Linked DNA regions of Sus scrofa: region 2 is linked to region 1. The links are chromatin contacts, called in public HiChIP or PLAC-seq maps. All regions are on one chromosome and are shown on one strand. Each heading gives the region's core, a stretch centred on a gene start, on an enhancer-like site or on the middle of the called end of the contact. The rest is flanking DNA. Distances are from core to core; before and after follow the strand shown. Region 1 has its middle 250 kb from the start of NDFIP2. Region 2 has its middle 150 kb from the start of SPRY2.

The links. HiChIP or PLAC-seq counts read pairs in DNA pulled down with a chosen protein or histone mark.
Region 2: a contact with region 1 is called in an H3K27ac HiChIP or PLAC-seq map of skeletal muscle, with 2.7 times the contacts expected there. The contact joins two enhancer-like sites. A contact is called at or near these places in 4 of 47 Hi-C or Micro-C datasets (embryonic fibroblasts and fetal skeletal muscle) and 1 of 2 datasets of contacts at active chromatin or transcription factors (skeletal muscle).

What each region holds. Positions count from the first base shown.
Region 1 is chr11:51,743,269-51,749,723 of Sscrofa11.1, reverse strand. No RefSeq gene overlaps it. Among named protein-coding and RNA genes, the nearest start is that of NDFIP2, 250 kb to the right of the region's middle. Within about 2 kb of position 2,328, at least 27 of the 83 cell types and tissues checked have an H3K27ac peak or open chromatin away from gene starts, as enhancers often do. A contact at or near this core is called in fetal skeletal muscle and skeletal muscle, where this site is marked.
Region 2 is chr11:52,004,234-52,010,688 of Sscrofa11.1, reverse strand. No RefSeq gene overlaps it. Among named protein-coding and RNA genes, the nearest start is that of SPRY2, 150 kb to the left of the region's middle. Within about 2 kb of position 2,943, at least 45 of the 83 cell types and tissues checked have an H3K27ac peak or open chromatin away from gene starts, as enhancers often do. A contact at or near this core is called in fetal skeletal muscle and skeletal muscle, where this site is marked.

The sequences.
Region 1 (6,455 bases), core at 1,079-3,578:
AGTGGATTAAGGATCTGCTGTTGCTGTCATTGTGACAAAGGCCTCTGCTGCAGCTCCGATTTGACCCCTGGCCTGGGGACTTCCATATTCTGCAAGTGCAGCTAGAAAAAGGAAAAAAAAAAAAAATGCAGCAATATTATCAAGGTTTCAGCCAGGGCACTGGCATCAATTTTATAGTATAGATGAATATAGGTATTCATTAAAATAGTATTCGACCTGGCCCTAGAACTATACACATCAGGCATTTTACCATTATGCAGTTAATTTATTAAAACCCATTCTCGCTTCCTTTTGCCTCTGAGCTTAGATCTACAAATTCATTTGTTCAGTATTCAAGATTCAACAAATCTATTGAGTCGTTAGGATATGTCAAAACTATACTAGACTCAAGAGAATAAACTGCAGATAAGACATAACACTCATGGTTTCACAGAGCTTATTTTACATGTGTGTGTCTTAGAGTGGGGAAAGATATGGGAAGGGTTTTATAAAATAAATAAATCAACACACACATATGACAACATAAGCTACAGTAAACTCTGCGGCAACATAGAGCAGTGTAGAGGGGGAGAGTATGAGATGGTAGGGAAAGTGTTGATATTAACACTAATGGGTAACATGCATTGAGTCCTCAGTGTGCGACTGAGGCTCAGTATGTGATAGGCGTTGTTGAAGTGCTTATGTGTGTACAAACCCATATAATCCTCTCAATACCCTATGAACTAAGGACTATTAATTCACCCCTATTTAACAGACTAGTAAGTCTTAGTGAGGCATAAAAAAACTTAAGTTACTTAATCGAGGTCTGCCTTGCTGTTAGGTGGCAGAATGGGAAGCTGCTCCCAAGGCGTCTGTTTCTAGAGCCTGGGCATCTTCCTGCCCATCAGACATGAGCGTGACCCAGCACAACTGTGATGGAAAAACCAAGCCAAATGGAAATGTCTGAATGGCCCTCAGGAGGAAGTTTCTATCTCTACCGTATCGTCAAGAACATAAACTTTCAGGGGTGGTTGGTATATTTTTCTCTTTCTCTGGAACGTGAAAAGTGAAAGGAAAAAAAAAAAATGTGGAGAAGGTAGAACTGGAAAATTCAGTGTATTCAAGAGACATTTTCTGACAAGAAAGGAGTTAATTGGCAACAATTTTAAAATAAGTTTACATGCATTTTATCTAATTAACCATTTTAGAGTAACAACCTGAATCATTCAGCGTAGTTTTATGATGAGTGATAGACAAATGTAAATAAATCTAAATTATTGAAAAGAAAAAAGTATTAGTACAGGTAGTATAATAATTATGAGTCTAATGTACAGAGGATGACAGCAAAAAAATTCAGTATTCTTTGAGTGGCAGTCAACTAACCTCACTTGTAACATTAGCATCTTTTTTCATTTAGTTTCTTTCTTTAACATGAAGTGACTTCATTTTCTTTATGAATGAAAAACTGATTTTGAACCACTGCTTACCTATCCTCAAAAAATACACTTATAAGCTTGAACACAGACACTCAAGATTTGGAGACATCCAACCACTGCCTGAGACACTCTAATTGACATCTGTACTTTGAGCTCCTCTGATAAATACAGTGATAACATTTCGCAGTCAATGTAGGGGCATGGTCCTCTATAGCCTACATTTCAATGAATGGCAAATAAATTTGATTAAAATAGACATTTAAAATTACTGTAATCAATAAGAACATATGTGGAATATCCCACTTCATTTTATGAGCTGTCTTTACACAACTGAAATGACTGTTTTGTTCTTAAATATTCTACATGAAACCATCACAGTTTGATTCCTAAACCAAAGACGCTCAGAATAATCTTACATATTTATGGGACAGTTTTACAGGTTGACTTGTTTCTGAAAAATAATACGGTAGCATGAAAAGCGGACACGGATTCAGGCAGGCACATTTTTATTGTACATACGACTTCTTCCAGTGAGTGTGTATATCAAGTTTAAGGCCTCTGGTGAATGTTCTCATGTGTATAAATAGGAAGGCACATTATTGAAGAGAATAAGGTTTTTCAAACCTAAGGATTCAAGAGCCTTCAAGTCCAAAAATCATTCTGGGTTGTCAACAAGTCTAGAGTCTGATCCATGTCGGTAGCGAACCTTATATCCCATAAAGAGAGTAAATAGACGTGTGAATTCAGACCCACAGGCACGCACCGATACCCCAGCCCGATGTGGAGATAGGCAATCCTTTATGTCTGTTCTGACTTTGGCTTTTGCAGCTGCTGTTTTCTCAGTGTTGTCTCCGGGGCAGTTTCCTGTTGCCATAGCTGATGGCCTGCCCACGCCTGCCTGGGCCTTTCAAGTGTCAACACTCCCAGGCCTGCTGCAGTGGTCAAATGCTTGTTAATGAGATATAGCAGCTGGGTAGGGGAGAACCACTGAGACGGATAAAGGAATGCCTCTGGTGCAGGAAGCGATGCCTTTTGAATCTTTTCAGCGGGGTGAAAGCTTTCAAATCAAAGAGGGTATGTTGTATTCATTAATAAACCCGAGTTCCCATGCAGTCACATTAAAGCCAGCAGTTTAACTTTGCATCAGACAGGTGAATGCCCCACCCCCCACCCCCGGATTTTACCCTGAAAGACAATGAACAAGAAAACAAGGCTTTGGCTTGGAACAAAGCAGCACTTCCTCATCTGTGGGGCTGACCAGACTGTTAGACAAGCAGGGGTTGCTGCATTCTTTTTCAACTTATCCTTTTGTCCGTGTGTGTGTGTGTGTGTGTGTGTGTGTGTGTGTGTGTCACACACACGCGTGCATGTTTCAAAGCTCAGAGCAACCACTCCTGCTCCCTTCTCCGCAGTCCTTCAGCAAGAGCATTTCTTTTCTTTTCTTTTCTTTTTTTTCTCTTTCTTTTAAAACCTGACTTTCAAAAGCAGAATTAACAGCTACGTGTGAGGGAAAAGATACCCAGGCATGGATGTGGGTCGTATCACCTTTATCTCAGGAGGAAACTATCTGCCCACCCCCAGCCTCCAACCCCCATCCCAACCCGTCTATGAGATGGTTTCTCAAGGGGGCCATGGAAGTTGGCAGCATCCTAAGACAGCTTCAACAGCTGGGAGAAGCCAGAAGGGAAAGAAAAAGATACTTGAAAGCATCTAACTGGGAAAGGTCTAAAGATAGTGTTGAAGAAAATATTATTATTCTTTTAAGGGCATTGACTCAAAAATCAGACTCATAAGGAAAGCAAATAGTCCATGCTAAATAGATCAAAGATGGATCCTCTGCTTTAGGGTTGTTTGAGACCGTTCAGAATGAATGACACCAGTTTTGAAATGGGAATGTGTAACTTGAACCAGCAGAGATAGAGAAATATTCTTGCATCTCCCTTTTTTTTCAACAGTCTTATAAATCAGCTAACAATTCACCAGAGCTATCTGAACACCACAATGCAAAGGCTGTACCTATGTATTATCCTGATGGCATTTGTAACTGCAAAGAAGACTAGCTCTCCCAGGAAACAAACAGAGGGGGAGAGATGCATTCTTCAAAGTACTACAGTTTTTTAAATAGCCACAAATTGATTTTAGGCTTCAATTTTTATAAGGAGGTCTTTAGCCCATATGAGAAGAGAAACAGTAATCCCCTTTATTGGATGCAGGTACCAAGCTAGATAGACACTTTTTTTAAAGGTATGTATTAAAATGTAAATAGATAGGTAGATAGATAATACTGTGAGTAATTCTATGAAACCTTTTTTTACTCATTAGGACCTTAAGTTGTGGAGAGTTTATATCAACTACCCAAGGCCATAATTGATAGATAAATTTTAAAAGAACACTCTTTACTGAGCTTGCACTTGTTATTGTGCCAAATTGCCTCCCTGGTTGGGCTGGTTTTGGCTGCATTGCTCTGACCTATCAGGTACTGTCTGATAAAAAGAAAAAAAAAAAAAAAGAAGAAACTGACCAATCCAGAATATCCAGTGCTGTATCTGCATGCATCTGTGAGTGTGTGTTGCGTATACATGTGTATATTTGTGGTAGGGTATGGGGGTACATTATTAATAAATAACCCAGATCCTAAAGAAAAATGCAGTAAAATGATGGAGCCTGTATTTCCATTAGATTTAGCCTAGAGGTGACTGAGGGTTATGTTATATTTATATTTCATAATTTAAAAAGCATCTCAGGGCTGTGTATCCTGAAGGCACTCCAGGACAGGATCAGAATGCCTGGAGAACTGAGGAGGGAAAAGGGTCAGGTCTGGAAAAGGTCCTTGCTTAGAATCAGCAGAGCATATGCTTCTGGAACGCTTGCTGTTCTCAATCTCTCATCTATGTCAGGTTAGGAGAAACTTCCTTATGGGGGAATCTACAGAGATTCTGCACAGAGAAATTCTGCCAAATCTTGATGATTCATATTTACCTAAGAGACTCTGTCCAATGGTGGATTTTCTAAAATCTCATCTCCTCTGCCTTCGCCAAAGTTCTAAGCATCTCCAAGGAGCTGCCGGGCCTTTTCCTTCCAGCAGCACTAACAGTTTGACTCACCTGGAGCCACTGCCTCTGCCCTGGCTCCCAGGAATTTGCCTCCCTTCTAAGAGCATCCAGTCCAACCCCACACCACGGTGAACTGGGTATCCACCAGGAGCCTAGAGCGTTCTCTCCCACCCAAGGGTGGAACACAGAAGCACATGGGTCCAGCCCTGTAAGCAGCTCAAACCTGAACTTTTTTGCCTATATCCCTGTTTTTTTGTTTGTTTGTTTAATTCACTAGATCATTACCCTTGGAAGCGTAAAACCCTAAACAGGCACAAAATTATTACAGTTTCTATGTAAAACAAAACAAAAACCACATTCCCCAGAACACAGCGCCCTTAATGGAAGTTTGGCATTTGATACGCTACTGCATTATGTTCTTTTCAGCCTCCCCCCAAGTTACCCCCACTTTACACCATATCCTCTCCTATCTTTTGCTTTTTTTTTTTTTTTTTTTTTTGGCTAAGATTTTGACTTAAAACTCAAGATATACTAAGTGACAAGTAAGTAGCCCCTTTCTCAAATAAAACCTGCAATAACGTGCCTGAATTACATTAAGGAATGCTGGAGGGGATCCCAAAAACCAGTGTTTGAACAGTCAACCTGACAGAATCCTAGGACACCATTGAAAGGGCTCCTGTTACCTAACTGACGTAGCGCTAATCAGTGTAATCCGCATGACAATACCTTGTCTGACTTCAGGAACCTGCGGGCTGAGGGGGAGAGCCCAGGAAGCCACAGGGAGTGTCCCGGGCCTCTGGCACGTTAATGTGACAGGAGCTGCCTTGCCCTCTGGCTCTGCTTTTGAACAATATGGAACGAGAAGTTTCACAGAGTGAGGTAACTTAGATTTCTGAACGTGAGTAAGCTGCACAGGGAGACAAAACCAAGAGAAAAACCACAGAAAGCAATCAATAGCTAAAATGTCCAAATCCCAGGAAACAGAATAGCAGTGAAAGTAGATTTCTTGGCAGGAAAACCAGATTGGTCTAGAAAGAAGTTTCGGGAAAATGTTTGAACCAGTCTCAACAGAATGAAAACGTTTCTAAATGAGCCCTTTGACTAGTTTTCTCTTGGGCAAAGTGAAGACCCATTGCAGGGCAAGTAGAGGGAGGTTAAATCTTTTAAGGAGTTCTTCAGCTTTCCTGCGGCTATTTAGCCCATTTCTGAGAATCTGTCTCAATTCTCTTTAAAGCATAAGAATGCAAGAATAAAGTCTCAGTGGCACTGGATCTATCACCTCCCCTTTCTGGATTGAATCAGCCAATAGCACAGTATCAGTCTTAGTACCAGCCACTGAGGCCCTTGTCAAATGTCCCTCCCACTCAAGAAAAATACTCCTAATATCTGCTACTGACACTTTTCAAAAAGAACACTTCTATTGCGAGATTCCTGTTTGAAACCGTTTAATCAGAAAGGAAAGTCTGCACATTTACACTCTGCTTTACTTCATTTGAGGCCATGCTGCCCAGGAGAAGGAGGGCTGATGCAGAAGGCCACTCTCCTTTGTACTTATACCCTGCAGACACAACTTAAGAAAAATAAAGGCTATTAGAGGGAGGGCAAGGAAGAGAAAGAAGTTCAGAATCAGCAGGTCTGCAGACACAACTTAAGAAAAATAAAGGCTGTTAGAGGGAGGGCAAGGAAGAGAAAGAAGTTCGGAATCAGCAGGTCTATTCCATGGCTCCTCTGTAACATTGAGTGAGATTAATAATCTTCAGAGGCTTGAAAAGCAAGACGGTTGCGTTGACCATCAGTGTGGGCTATGGTTGGATGACTAGTCCTTATCTCTTGTTCAAAGCTCTACTTCAAAGGACTATTATCAACTGTTCAAGTAGACAGTAAAAACTCTCAATGCCTTAGAGTACTCCAGAGTGAGGGAAATATGAAAGCACTCTTTCTTGGGATAGAGGTAGGTCTGTGGCATGTTGAAGAGAAGAGAAAATGG
Region 2 (6,455 bases), core at 1,694-4,193, 260 kb before region 1:
GGTGATATTTCACTGTGGCTTTGATTGGTATTTTCTTGACGATTAGTGATGTCAGGCATTTTTCCTACACTGTTGGCCATGTTTTGTTTGTTTGTTCTTGCTTTTTAGGGTTGTCCCTGTGGCATATGGAAGTTCCCAGGTGAGGGGTCAAATTGGAGCTGCTGTTGCTGCTGCCTGCCTATACCACAGCCACAGCGACGTGGGATCCTTTACCAAGTGAGGCCAGGGATCAAACCCGCATCCTCATGGATACTAGTTAGGTTCGTTACCACTGAGCGACAACGGGTAACTCCCCTGTTGCCCATTTATAAGTCCTCTTTGGAGAAATGTCTTTGCACATTTTTTTAGTCGTTTTTTTTGTTTGTTTGTTTTGTTTTGTTTTCAATTGGGTTGTAGGAGTTCCCTGCATATTTTGATATTAACCCCTTGTCAGATGTATGACATTTGCACTCCCATATCCATTGCAGCATTACTCAAAATAGGTAGAACAACGTAAATATCATAGACAGATAATGGATAAATAAAATATGAGGTATAATGGATATAACTGCTATATATGTCTGTATATGTATACATATAAAATATTATTCAGCCATATAAAGAAGGAAATCCCGTTACAGGCCACCACATGGATGAACCTGGAAACATTACACTAAGCAAAATAAACCAGTCACAGAAGGACAAACACTGCATGCAAGATTCCACATATGGGAGGTACCCAGAATTGTCAGACTCATTGAAGCAGAAAGTAGAACGATGGTGGCTGGGCTGGGGGAGGGGAAACGGGAGTTGCCTGGTATTCAAAGGGTACAAGATTTCAGTCAAGAGGATGAAAAAGTTCTAGACATCTGCTGTCCAGCATTGCACTTAACGGTACCGTACTATATACTTAAAAATTTGTCAAGAGGGTTGATCTCCTGTTACGTGTTTTTTAACCACAGTAAGAAACCAACCAAACAAAACAAGATGAAGGAAAAGATGGGAGCACTAAAATATAAAAGTTTGGGCTTAGTAGATGCAAACTTTTGCATTTGGAGTGGAGAAGCAATGAGATCCTGGTGTATTGCACAGGGAACTATATCTAATCACTTATGATGGGAAATGATGGACGATAATATGAGAAAAAGAATATATATATATATATACACACATATATATAAAACTGGGTCACTTTGCTGTACAGCAGAAATAGACAGAACATTGTACATCGACTATAATACATTTTTTTTTTTAGAAAAAAAAATCTATTCAACACAATGGTTGACCATTTCTGAATACAAATCCACCCTGGAAGACAATTCAGACCATCACTCAGGGCCTGTCTTTGTTCCACTGATAGGCAGTTGGGGCAGTGACACCAGGGGGCCACCTGCTGAGAACTGGGCCCAAAAGTGACCAGAGGTGGAATACATGCAATTAACCTTTGCCCTCGTGGCCAGTCACCATTCCGGAGGAGCAGATTTGGCTGGCTCTCTTCAGGTTCACCTCTCCACACCCTCAGAAAGTAGCTGCATGAAATTCAGCTTCTTTTTGGAGGGGGTGGGTATGCATAGAGGTGCGCGTTCTGACCTTCTAAAAACGAATTAAGAAAACCTCTTTTTCTTTTCTGGTTGACAGTCGAGGCGATCTCTGGTTTATGAGAGTAAACTCGGTTACATTTTTGGCTACCAATGACTGGCTCTCTGAGGAAAGGCAGATGGACAGGACTTGGAGTCCGCAGAAATGTGGAAAATCTGATGAGGAAGGTGTGGGCCCGGCCAATGGAAAGCGTTTTGGTGGGTCTAATGATTTTGGGAAAATCTCTGCAAGGCTGGAACATTTTGCCACACATAAGTGGTTATTTCCTTAGCCTCTTCTCCCTTCACTGAGGGCTCTGTGTAGCCGATCAGAGAGCAAGAAAACTGAAAAACAGCCCCAACGTGGGTTTGTCAGGAGAGAGATTTCCATTTAGGTTTTTCAAGTGTGTTGCATGTAACAAAGCCTGTATTTCTTTTTCATTGCAAATGAAATCTGCCTCATTCTGGTTCATTTAACTCTTGGAAACATAGTTTAATATGTTCCGAAAGCCCTTTGAGCCCTTTGAGAGAGCACTGTAAAGGCTTTCACCACCGCCCCCCTTCTGTAGAAGCAGGAAATCAAGTTCTGCCAAATGCAAATGAGCTCAGACTCCAAAAGGCCAAGTTTCAAACTGCAGGATGCGAGAGGATTTCAGACAGCGTGGCCTGCCCGCACGATATCTGGGGGGTCTGAGGAACAGCAGAAGGTCATCGTGACATATTGAAAATCCACGATTTCAGAAACACTCATCCGCAGAGCACGTCCAGGCTTAGTGGGTTGGAAGAGCGTTCCTCCCTTTTCGTGGTGGCTTCAGAACCCCCTCTCCCAGAGAGTTGGCTAGACCCCCCCCCCCCCCACTTTCTACAGTTGTCTACATTCTGCTTTGGAAAAGAAAGGCCTCTCTTTGATCCCCATGTCATAGCTGAGCCGGGCTGATTGCCTCAAAAATGGCACTGGCTTCGCTGGAAAGAAAATAGAAGCTGGTCCCATTAAAAGCAACGGCAGCCCCTCCAAGGGTTAATGGAGTCCGTTCCAAAGGAGTTAAGCAACCCCTGAAAGAGGATAATAAATGTGACACTCTCAGACTATCAGTAGCAAATATTTGAGCTTATCAAATAACGGAGGAAGTAGTTTAGTTACAAATAAACCAATCTCTCATAAAACAAGTTTTCACACAGGGTCATTTCATTGAGCTGGAGACAGCCTAGAGGCCACTCGGAGGCAGAACTCCCACTCTGTGTACACTGGTAACAGCCCCTCGTGATTAATGGACAGCCAGGGGGGAGGCTGCAGCCCGCAGCTCTGCTGAGAAACCGAGCTGGGCTGCCTATCAGCAGCACAGCCATAAACAGCATCTCAGGATTATTGCGAGGAAGTGACTCATCCTCTGGGAACATAGCTGGATTTGTGCTCCCTCTCCCTCACCACCCGCCTTCTTTCTCTCCCTTTTCCCCCTGTATAGCAGAGACCATCGTGTCCTAGAAACTATAGTAGATGTCACCGCTTGGCACTTGCTGTGCAAAGAGAGGACCAGTATGTGGGTGTGAGGGGGAGGCGGCATGCTACTCTTAAAGTAACAGCGACGCTGCTGGCTTGGGGCTCTATGGAGGCTGTTGTTCTACCGCCTCGGAAATTGGTTTGTTGAAGGCATCTCATTTGGAGTCTAGAAAAAGCACAAATGCTGTGTTAGGATGGAGAAAAAGAAAAATCAGAACTCCTTGTTTCAAACTAAAATTCTCATTGGGATTAATGAGGAATAAGACATTCCTTGGCATGATTTGATGAATTTAGCATGTAAGAGGAAAGAGAATGGTGGCCAGAACCTTGCGATGTGAATGTCACCTCTACCAAAACAGAAGTAGGCATTCTGATATTGCTATATGATGATATCATTGAAGGTTTGTTTTCTTCCCCCCCTCTCCGGATTGTAAAAATAAAACATGTAGATGATACGACATATAGAAGTAGGAATATAAGGCTGAAAAGTTCAACCATCATCCCACCACTTGAAGGCAACCATCATGAACACTTTGTATATTTCCTTCCAGCATCTTTAAAAATAGATTGTTAAGACCTTAACCATATGTAGAATTTTGCTTCTTACTATTTTCAGCCAACATTTTAGCATAATGATGGTCTGTCTTGTTATTTGATCTTTTCCTATACCTAATCTTAAAGCTGCCAAAGGCTTATTTTTTGCAACTTTAATGAACATAGGGCAGTTTGGAAGTAAGTCTAAGTTCACGCTAAAAGCCATATTGGCTCTATTTTTGAGGCATATTTATTTATTAAAAATTATACTTGATCTGTTTTTAATAAAAATGGAAGGCGTATTTATTTATTAAAAATTATACTTGATCTGTTTTTAATAAAAATGGAAGGGAAAAATTCTCTGCTATTATTCTCATGGTTAACTCATTAACTTTTGCCTTTAAAATGCACATTCTGGCAATTGAATTTTCCACAGAACTAGAAGAGAATCAGTCCTGATCCTGGAGCCTTCTAATGTACTTAACCCGCTAACGCCCTTTCCAAATGCACGAGCCCTCATTGACCAACCACCTTCAGATGTCAAGAGGAATTAAAAAGTGGAGGCGTAACTTTGCCATTAGCCCCCTCCCCACCTCCACTTCTCACAGTACCTGCATTTAGATGCATTTTGTTTATGGGGCACAATCTGGAACTACTTTTGGATGATCATTATCTTTTCTGGGTCCAGAAGCTGGACCCATTTTCCTCCGAATCAGCCTCGGAGCCATGAGACATTCTGAACAGTAACTCCACTGTGTCTCACCAACAATGCCTCTGCCTTTCTCTGGTTTAATCTGGAATTAAAGTTATGCTGTGAGTGTTTGCAGAGAAAGATGGCACTGAATTCACTTCAAATCGGCAACACGCCTTCTTGTGTAAGGCATGTCCTTTCCCTCTTCCCAGAACAATGCTCACAAAGGGTTAAAATCCTGCAGTAGCTCTGTCCATGGGGGCAGAAGCTCCCTGTTCCCAAAGCCTGGGATTCAGCTCTTTCCAAACAGGATTCCTCTAAATTGCCTTTAGTTGTGATCCCTCTGAGACTCACACTGAAGAACAGAAAAGAGTCTCTTTCTAGAATAAAATCCAGCCTACCTAGATTTTTTCTCTTGCCTCAGAATAGACGTAATGGAGAAAGATAATTGAGAAGGAAATTTTGAATGCTGTTTCTCTTTGCAGAATCCAAGCTGAATGTTAATAGCCTTCCATACATCTAGTTATTCAGTCAGAACTTCCTGAGAAAGCAAATCCGAAATACTCAGGCATATTGTATTTGCGAAGTACTAAATCTTACGGTTGTGTCTCCTTTCCAGATTTTCTTTTAAATATCTAGGAAAGTCTGCAAGATACCCAAAATTTGGACTGTGGATTTGAAGAAATACTAATATGTCGCTACCTTTTTTGGGAGTCAAGTCATTTGCAGTTAGTAGAAACACTTATATTGAGTAACTACTGTATGAAGAGGAAAGTAAATGAACATTTTTTAGCACATATTTAATGTGCTAAGCTTTATATACACTCAGATATTTAATTTAACCCTCACAACAATTTAAGTATTTTTATCCTCATTTTATCAGGTAACAAACCAAACATGTGTACCCAGTAAAGTCCGGAGGACCAGTTATCTCAAATTCTATAGTCATAAAAGAGAATTATTCACTTTTTACAGGCAAAAATGCTTTCAGTAGCATAATGTATAATATTGAAACATAAAAACGGAAAGTGAAATCCAATGAGACGGAGAATTCTAAAAGAAATTCTAAAGGTAAACTTATCTAAAGATACGACATTGTTTTCTTCTCTAGAAAATTCAAAGTTGGAATTTCTAGGGAAGGATGAAAATGTTCTACCACAGAGTGAGCAAAGAAAATGAAGGGAGAGTCGAGGATATCCTTTTTGTACCGTAACCTGAGGTTCCCATCAACCCTCTTATTTTCCTTCTCCTAATGAATGAACACTCACTTTCCAGTTCCCCTGATTATTGGTCTCACTCTTTCTGGGTCATCTGACCCAATCCTACTTCTGCATGGTCAAACCCCACTTCCGTTATTGGAGCAGAAGACACGAGGTACCTTGGAAGGGAAGTAAAAGAGATAAAACCTGGGGCCAGAGAAGAAAGCAGTGGCGATCACAAGAGCAGCCCCTGTTTATTGAAGGATTTCTCTGTGGCTGAGGTTTCGGCAGGTGCCTTTCCTGTGACTCTCACAGCCATGTTTGGTGGTGGAGGGCCAATTCTTCTTTGTTCAGACTTAATATTGGACAATTATGCTGGTCTACAGCACTTGCATTTGGCCAACTCAGCTTCAGCCTATGCGTGTTTTTATTACAGGAATAATTTTTTTTGTCCACGCCCATAGCATGCAGAAGTTCCCAGGCCAGGGATAGAACCTGCGCCACGGCAGCGACAAGGCTGAGTCGTTAAGTAGGCCACCAGGGAACTCCCAGGAATGATATTTTTTACAAATATTAAACCTGTATATTTAAATTGCTTCCCTTAAGTAAAATTTCTTTCAAATCATTTCAAGGCTGAGCTACAGCCTATCACTTCAGGTGGGATGGAACAGGGACCTGATCCAATAACAACGCAATGGGCTTGACAGGCAGGCTCTGTGGAGAGCAGCACTGGGATTGGCTAAGTCCCTGGACTATACCTTTCCTCATCGCCTTCCTTCTCCAGTACCCTTCCCTGTACATGAGCACACACTCATCTTGACATTTCACCAGCAACACCAGAAAGACCTCCATCATGGGTCCTCCAAATTTGTAGAGAAAGTATCAACGTTGCCTGCTAAGGCTTAGCCTAGAGGCTGGCATTTGGAAGGAGGGAAACAGTGAAAAGGGGAAAAGCTGTCTTTTTCACTCCAGGGGAT